Regions from separate parts of the Zea mays genome. Here region 1 is linked to region 2. A link is a contact called in public Hi-C data. All regions are on one chromosome and are shown on one strand. The core of a region is the stretch at or near the end of the contact, and the rest is flanking DNA. Distances in the headings are between cores, read along the strand shown. Region 1 holds the start of LOC100283928. Region 2 holds the start of LOC100192041 (transducin family protein / WD-40 repeat family protein).

Evidence for each region. Hi-C and Micro-C count contacts between places; a contact is called where the count stands out from the background.
Region 1: a contact with region 2 is called in a Hi-C map of leaf, with 5 times the contacts expected there. The contact joins the promoter of LOC100283928 here to the promoter of LOC100192041 in region 2. A contact is called at or near these places in 2 of 25 Hi-C or Micro-C datasets (endosperm and leaf).

Annotation. Positions count from the first base shown.
Region 1 is chr8:132,287,298-132,291,796 of Zm-B73-REFERENCE-NAM-5.0, reverse strand. It overlaps LOC100283928, which reads right to left and starts at 1,737. Exons shown (of 4, transcript NM_001156826.3): 1 at 1,322-1,737. The coding sequence starts at 1,589.
Region 2 is chr8:132,043,631-132,048,646 of Zm-B73-REFERENCE-NAM-5.0, reverse strand. It overlaps LOC100192041 (transducin family protein / WD-40 repeat family protein), which reads right to left and starts at 2,332. Exons shown (of 9, transcript NM_001137464.1): 1 at 1,849-2,332; 2 at 1,589-1,708; 3 at 320-397; 4 at 23-196. The coding sequence starts at 2,220.

The sequences.
Region 1 (4,499 bases), core at 488-2,987, 240 kb before region 2:
AAAAGACCAAAATATACATATATAAAGTCAAAATGGAACTAATTACCATCATAGAGAAGAAACTTGTACAGAAGTAAAAAGAATTCCGTAAATACAATTATTCAGACTTCGTAAGTTATTGTTCTTTGAAAATAATGTGATCAATTTGCTTTATTTTACCTAGAGTATTAACAGAGTACACATTTATAAAGGCACATCCAACCAATCACAGTTCAACTGGTGACTGATTTTTTTAGAAGCTACCAAATTTTGTTATGTGAGCAAAGCCTAGGCATCAAAATTAACATGATGAACTAAAAAGTTTCAAGATTTCATATTTCCAGGAACACAATATTTAAAATGCACATAGAGGTAAAAGAGAGGTATAAGGTTCCAACTGAAAGGATGCAAGGAAAACAACAAAACAAAATGCTAAGAAGCTCAATTGCAACCTCACAAGTACCAAAACTTTAGAACTACAGAAGCAAATATGGTGTGTAGCAGTAGTCAAGTTCAAAATAACTCTCTCGCATAGCTACAAGAAAAAAATTAAAACAACTTTTTAATCTATTATACCCTCAGCTCATCACTAACAACTAACAAGCTGATTTAACATTGATGCCTTGACAGTCCAACTCACATCAAGAACCAAAAACCTCAAAGGTGTTAAAAGAACCCATAGCCAAAAGACGTAAAGATAAACACACCAACAAAGAACATAATGTTCTACAGACAGTACCGTGTGATATGAGTAAAGTGAACAATCGTGCCCACAGAGGGAACTGAAATTTCAACTGCAGATAATATCAGGATAAGGTATCACCTGAGAAGAAGCTCCTTAGACAAACCCTAAAAAATCAGTGTAGTCCATACTTGAAGCAGAAACTAGCCCAGTGTAGAATTAATTAATCAGCGAAATCTTTAGGCTCTTTGAACCCCGTTGTAACATTGAACTTGACTAAAATCAGCAAAATAATGAGGGAAAGGAACAGGGAACAGTTCACTGCAACAACTAGATCGCCCAAAGCCCCAATTCCACATCCATTACATGGGATAAAGATCGATCTTTTCCACATCGGAAACAAGTTTTGCTAAGTCCGCCATGGAACTAACCGATACATGCGAAATCTTTAGGTTGTTCAGTTGTTGGAATACCCCATATCCGCAAATCACACAGAGAAGGCAATATGTCTAGGCAGCACAAATACTAACTACATAGGCATTCAGTCACCCAAAACGAAGTATTACTTGCCTCAGCCTCAGTACTACGTTGCCAAAAGAAAATAATAATCGGTTCAAGCAAATCTTTGAGAAAAAAATTGAAAGAGAAGGGTAGACGTACACTGGATGGGTCCAGGGCCGCCAAGCGAGTCGAGGTCGGCGCGTCCCCCCGCGCCAAAGCGCGAGTCGCGGGTCGCGGAGGAGTTAGGGTCCTCGCGGAAGCCGCGGCCCTTGGTCCTACGCGGCGCGTCGTCGCCCGCGATGGTGGAGCGGAGGCGGGAGGCGGGGGGCGGTGCTGGATCCGGCCCGGCGTCCTCGTCCATGAGGTCGTCGTCATCGAGGTCGAAGTCGACCACCTCCACATCGGCGTTCGTCGCCGCCGCCGCCATCGCCGCCGGGACTCGGTTGGATCGGGTGGGTGTGGGGGTGGGGAGGGTTCGGAAATCGCTGAGATAGTCCTTTATTTCGACTAGGCGCCTCTGGCAGTATCGCTTATATTTTATCTACGGTCCATTGCTTTTGCCCATGCGTAGCCGTGGGCCGTGCCAGGGTTCACCGGTGGGGCTTCAAAAAAACGGTCAGAACTGATTAGAGACTAATCGTAATTTGTCGACGTAAACGAGCAGAAATCGACAAAATTTGAATTTAAATCATTTTTTTGAATCCGCTCAGTTTTACATCGATTTATCGACCGTTATAGTCAATTAATTGGTTCCAGAACCGGTAAACTGAGAGCAGATCAAGTAAAACTGAACCTCTTGTTTTTTTTTGAAAATAAAAACACGTTTAGGTCATAACAATTAAAAAAATAGCCCACATAGTATCACAAGTTTAATAACAATATTTAGCAGTTTAAATATATTGAAAACCGTACGTAGTGTCCGAGGAATTAAAGCAACAGTTGTGGAAGATGTAGCTAGTAGTGATTCATAACATAAACATTAAAAATCGTCCTAAATATTCCCTTTCTGTCTTTATCAACGAAAAAAAACCAAATAATGGTTGTCTTGCATCAACCACATTCATTACGTGACAAGCTCGTAAGAGTTTCATATGTGTACTTTCCATCTGGCATGCTACTAAGATGAGAACCCATTCATTACATGAACTTTTTTATTCGCCGAAGAAAGCTCTCTAAGAATACGCAATTTGTTTCAAATCTGGTAGCATTCCACCAAACCAACTCCCCATCGATTGCCTCCTTCATTATAGAATGTAATGTGTTATGATTGTAAAGAAACCATAATATTCGCTTAGTACTTTAAATCACAGCATCATGCTCAGGAAAATTTCCAATCTTCTTCGACATAATTTTTTTGGTATGAGCCACACATGACTACCACACGATAGAAGGATGCTTCGTGACTACCATACGACATGTCTTTTTTTAGTTCGCTTCATTATTAGTGATAATCTGAACCACATGCTTTGGACCAATTTCTTGTCAGCACGTCCATGATTTCCTTCATTTATCATCCACTGGCTCTTGCAATACTTGCATATGAATCCGAGATATATGTTGTCCAGTGTTCCCAAACCAGATCGATTCCATCTGACATTCCTGAAAATAGCAATAACATGATCTATTATTACAGTGTTGTTAGCATATATTACATGTATCACTAGTAATTTGAAAAGATTTCTAGTGAAAAGGGGGAAATCCCCCAAAACCCTAGCTCCTACTCGGCCACCGGTTACATATCGATTTAGCGACTAATCAGCAATCCTAGCCGATATAGCAGTTTTCTTTTTCATTTTTTATTTTTTATCGATTTATCGGCTTCGGAGGGCGGCTAATCATCAATCCTAGCCAATATAGCAGCTTTCTTTTTCCTTTTTAATTTTTTTTCAAAACTTCCATGATTTTTAGTTTGAAATTTGTTGTGTTTTTTAAATTTGGTCTAAGTAGAAAGTCTTCAAATAATTCATAGTATTTATATAAAATTTGTACCAAAAGTTTTCAAAATTTATAAATTCTCCCAAATTCAAAATCTAAAATTGATGGATCGATGTTACCTGCTGACGCCGATTAGCGATTAGACGGTCAGATTAGCCATTCGATTTAATGAACCTTGAACTGTGAAGTTCCCAATAACTATTGCAAGCCACTATAAATTTAGACCAATTTCAAGGGACTACATAAATTATAGGTTCCAAAATCAACTATTTAACTATTTTGTAAAATAAAATAGCTAAAAAATAATGCTCATAAGGAGTATATGACAACGAAGATAGAAATAAGGATCTCATCTATGTGTATAACTTGTCTAAAACTCTAAGCAAGTGTTTGGTTGGTGGACATGGTGGGATAGGATTATTCCATCCATATGTTTTGGAATGGAGTGATCTTGTCTGAGTGTTTAGTTTGAGGAATAGATTCATCATGTTATGTTTGGTTAATAGGATGGATTTTATGTTATGTTTCAAACAAATACAAACATATTTAGGTAATCAACTCATATCATTGTCTCATGTGCATAAAGCATTAAATATATGGAGCAAAGTATTCTCCTTGCAAACATTAATAATTAATCTGAATAAATTGTTTATGGTACAATGCTACTAGCATCGTACATCTACCTAATATTGGTCCACCTAGGTGTACTCTTTACAAAAGTCACAAAATCCAATTATGGTATTTGCAAAGGCCACTTATTAGTCCACACTTGCACCATGAGGAGGTCTAGTATCAAGGAAGTTGTTAGAAACAAACTTGGATACCCATGTGAAAGGGGAAATGTGTCCTTGGGCCATTTCTATAAATGTTTTGGTGATTAGATCTCCAACACATATTGTTTTGGTTGATATGCTAAGTGTCAAAGAGATGCAAATCAAGAATCAAGGTATGGCTCTAGCCATAGTGAATTGTTTTTTATACTAACACATTCCTCTAAGTGCTAGGAACCTTGTCAAATCAAATAAAATTGGATTGGAGAAGTTTGGCTTCGCCCAGCCAAACTTGCACCAGGTTGCGGTTGCACCGGACTGTCCGGTGTACACCAGACAGTGTCCGATGCCAGGCTGGCGTGCTCGACAAACTTGCTGCTCTCGGGAAAAGTTGGGGGAGTCGCGGCTATAATTCATCGGACTGTCTGGTGTGGCAGCCGCGCCCGCACCAACGGTCGGCAGCGCAATCAGCAAGCGGCGTGTGGACTTCGCCAACGGTCACCAAGCCGCACCGAACTGTCCAGTGTGTCACCGGACTGTCCGGTGTGCCAAGGGTGTCATGGCTGCAACGGTCGGCTTCGCCAGAAAGGGAAGGAAATCGTGCACTGTTCACTGTCTGGTGGGGCATCGGA
Region 2 (5,016 bases), core at 1,083-3,582:
TGTTAATCAGATGGTTACATACTTTATGAGCACGGATGCGGGCTGACACTTTATTTGCTGAAAGGTCATAAACATATATTGACTTTTCATTGTTCCCAACAACAACTTCTTTACCATCTTTGGAGAATTTAACAGAAAATATTCCAAAGTCCTCATCCTCATCACCACCGGTTAAATCCAATCCCTCATGAATTTCCTGCAGGACATGGATTACAAGCACATCAGTGACGTTTTAAGAACTCAGCACGAGGATGAAGCTAAACTTTTCCAAGTTTTTAATAGGAGACAACAGATCAAAAAGTTTGGGAATAGAGCATACAGTAATATTAGCATGTGATTCCTTTCCAGCATTCTGAACATTCACAATGTGAACAATAGGTGTCAGACTTGCATAGGCCTGCAAAGTGATCAGATGCACTCGATGAAAACAGGCATGTTCCCCTAAAAAAAGGCATGCAAAACATGAGGCGTGACTTAGTGAAGTTAACAACACACCCTGTATACAAAATAAACCACAAGATAGATCCCTTTCCAGGAAAAAGCAGTGCATAAAATTGATTAAAAACAAACTTTAAAAGGTAAACTAAAATAACTGTAATACACCAGAGCACCAAAGTCGCAGTCCTCTTGGATGCCTACTTTTGACTAATCCAGAATCACCTTATTATGGCAAGAAGAAATAAACATTGGTATCAAGTGCTACTAATAAATTGTTGAATCTTTTTCAAATAGAAATATTGATAATTAATAATAACCATCACACCCAGTTATAGTTGCCGCTATAGCATAGAACCTCCTGCACCTAGTGAAGATTCTTACAAAAATGTAAGCAACTGCCGGAATTGCAAATCATAACAACCATATATTAGTAAATTTTGAAGGAATACATACTAGGGATAAATTATTATAGCCAGAGAGACTGTAGGTTTGAAAGAACAAAGGGTATGGACCAGATAAACAGTTAGTCTTTATTTTCTATCATTTCATTAAGAGAAAAAAAGCTACCCTATGTACAAAACTAGTCACACAAACACACCACACCAGAAACATCACAAAGCACTGAGTTAAGACCATGCGTGCGACACTTGAGTTATGTAACGATCGCAAGGACAAGACGCTCTATAAAACCTACGGAAGCTCTGAGCCCCTGCTGCGCATCATAGCTTTCCTTCCTCCTCTGTCTGCACGTGCACGATCAAGAATTCACACGGAGAAGCAATATTGAAGACACAATCATTTCGATGTTGCCATAGCTCCCATGCTATTAGAATTCTCAATGAGTCATTCAATATTAGAAGATTTTTATGACATGTAGGCATCCAGCTAGTATGGCCACTGGCAGCCCTAAACAGTAAACACGCTGAACATGTTGCAAATCAGAAATCCAACTCACAGTCATATATAAAAGCCGTTAAATTTGTGGAAGCTGAAGCCCTGTAATGCTAATACCAAACTTACAGGAATAGTAGCAGGGGCAAAATATGCCTTAGAAGAAGCTTTTGGTGCTCAACTTGCCCCCCAGATAGCAGTAAGAGATCCAGTGCTCAAGATGCTTACAAGGAATTTGCTCAAAAAAAAAGATGCTTACAAGGAATCGTTGGTCAGGTGAGAGAGCAATATCTGAAACCGTCCAGTGCACACTTCTGCAGCTTATATCCTTGTGGATCTTCCACCCTTTCTCGGCGTCGTAGACTCTGATGCGGCTTCCCTTATCGTCACAATTTTTTCACAAAGGAGAATCGTCAGCAACTAAACTACACAACTTCTATGTACCCAACTTCTCATTAGCAGAAGCACAAGAACCAACATCAAACCGTATCAGGCTATCAGCAAAAACCGAGCACCTACCCGAAACCCCGCGATGAGCAACGAGCCATCGGCGGAGAACTGCGAGACGTAGGCCTCGCTTTCCACGTCGTCGACGCCCCACGGCCCCTTGGTGGGGATGTGCTGCCTGCCGAGGTAGGCTCGATCGGCCGCGGAGAACCCGGCGCCGCCCGCGCGGCCGGCCTCCCGCGCCGACACCAGCTCGTACGCCGAGAAGGGCCTCGCCCGGCGGGCGAAGGCGGCGCCGCGAGCCCTGCGGCACGGCTCTGACGTGGCCCTGGTGAGATGGGACATCTCGCCGCACAGCGTGAATGGCTCCACCTCGCGGCCCGCCGCCTTCCGGGACGATTCCCCGCGCGCGCTCCGCCGCGCGCCTCGCATCCTTCCTTGCATGCTCGCCGACACCAGCACGGAGGGATCAGGCCAGTCCAGCAGGATCCCGCGCTGAATCGCTGGAGAAGATGTCCCTCCACTGAAAACACAGCGAAAAAAAACAAGCAATTGCAGAAACTGGCAGCAGATTTTGTCCCCTGGACCAGTGGAACCATACCGGAGATGTCCGAGCTTCTCCCGCTCTCACTGGCACGCCGGACCCATGGCGCGTTGCGCTCGTGTGGCAGGGATCGCAGTCGCGTGGCCCGTCCAGTGACGGATGGCAAGTAGGACGAGCGCGCGGAGCCGCGGGCGCCGTGCAGGCGCCGGCCGTGTTACCCGCGCGTGGCGTGTGGCGTGACGTCAGGCTCCGACGGTGAACCGGCAACCAGGAGTCCAGGACTCGGTGAGCCTGTGACAACTGACAGCAGCATACCATGTATTGAAGGCCGTTGCAGGGCCGGTCCTAGCATATGCATACTAGGGGCGACGAAAACTAAGGTCGTGTTTCTTTCGGATTATAATCTCTCTAAATTATATAATTCAGCTCAAATAATCCAACAAGTAAGCAAACACCTAGATTATAGGTTTAGATTAATAATCTAAAGACCATATTATGATAATCTCATAATCTCCTCAAGAGTAGCTTATTTGAGATTATTTTGGCAAAAGACCCACTATCCATAATTATGTAAATATAAATTACAATATATGTCATTCTTCTTTTCTCACCTTAAATAAACAAACAAGGGTACTGCTGTTTTTATGAATAATCTACATTTGTATAATCTAAACTACCAAACAACTATATGTAGATTATAATATGTCTAGATTATAATATAGATTATATAATTTAGATTATAATCCAGATTATATAATCTATAAGCTGAAACAAACATGCCCTAATTTAGAGGCTTCTATTATATCTCACTCTATATATATTATATATCTAATATATATTTACATATAAAGTTTTTGAAAACATTATTGTTGGTCATAAATTGTTTTTTCAATAATTCTAGTTTTTAAAAAAATTACGGTAGTAGATGGAGCAGTCACTAAGATTCGATAGGCACTAGAGACATTAGGATAACAATTCACCTCTACGACTTTCTCGAAAATTCATGTAGCAGACAATACTCCATTCAAAAATCTCTTATCTTGGCCTTTTACTCACTTGGTGCCCAAGTAAAATAAGAGTTTGGGATAAAAATTTTGACTTTAAAATCCTACATATAATATATCAATGAACAATCATTAGTTCATGAGATTGAAAAATACACACATATAACATATAATATAGGATGCACTCAGGACGTCGCCACGTCGTGTTAGGAGTCCACGATGATTTGTTTTATCTGTGACTGCAATAGGCTCATCGATTTGTTTCTTAGATTTCCAACAAGCTACATCTAGTGAACAGACTATTAAATAGTGTTTGATCCAAAACCAAATACTAAATATCCATAACACACAATATATACTTATACTTAATATATATTTTTTCCCATAACTTCGGAGGCCCTGGGCGGCCGCCCACTCTGCCCACCCCTAGGGCTGGCTTGGGCCGTTGAGGAGCCGGTGACGCTGTGAGGAGCCGGTCAAAATCCCTAGATGGATCTTGATCCGGCCGCCGAGGCGGCGGAGCATGCACTTGAGGATTACAATGAGCAGATGGATGAGATGGCGTTGTTTGGCCATAATGTGGATGTTGTTTCAACATCGACACGGTGGAGCCACAGCCAACACCGACCATGGCCGGGACAGTGACAGGGTCTTCGAGCCCCACTGCGACTGGTAGTGGTAGCACAACTCGTGACACCCGAACGAGGAAGAGGCTACCCACATCCAGAGCAGTGGCGGAGCTCTGTAAAATTAATGCCCCGGGCCACTCTACACATGTAATGATGTACTAGTTCGTTTTTTTTATTTTTCGCGATTTAGTTCAAAAATGAACTAGCGAACAATAAATATGTAAGAACGCGGTAGTAACATTTAAAACAATCCAGTGTAACTATGACAAGGAACAATTACCCATAATAGAAGAGAATCACAGGCACATGGCAACAGACAATCGCTACCCATTGGACAGGGAGGCACTCCGCCTTCGCCTATGAATAAGAAAAGAAAGGGAATCAGGTTGAGAAAGTTATATAGCTTGAGAGAAGATGTAAAGGCAAGGGCGGATTTGCATGGACGGTGGCGCTACTGCAGGGTCGCAGGGAGGCTGGAGGCGGACTGGCGGAGGTCAAACTGGCGGTGGCAGATGCCTGAATTAGAGCCCGCCCGGCCATCTCAAAGGCATGGAGAATGGTAGAGGACTGGAGGTAGGCGGCAGTGCCGCTGGCAACATAGAAAGCGCAGCCGCACAGGTTTGCGAAATAATTGGAAGAGTCTGTGTTCTCATCTGAGGGAGGCCGCCAGCGTCAGGCTCAATCGTTGCAAGCATGTTGTCTTTTAGACCACATTTTTGGACTAAAATGTATTTTGAGCTAGATTTTTTGGCTGAAAAACCCTATATATAAAAGAGAAGTTTTGGGCTGCGGTGGCCCCGGGCCCAAATCCGCCCCTGGTCTAGAGTATGGTCTGACTTCGATGAGGTAACTGGTGTAGACGACAAAGGTAAGAAGGTAAGGGTCTCTGCCATTTGCAAATACTGCAAAACTACCTTGTCTACTAGATCTTCCTCTGGTATGGACATTTGCTTAGGCACCAACAACATTGTAAAGCTAAGATTGAGCATGATCGAGCTGGCATAGTACAGCCAGTCCTTAAATTCAATCCTGATGGGTCTGTGCAACGTTGGGAGTATTCAGC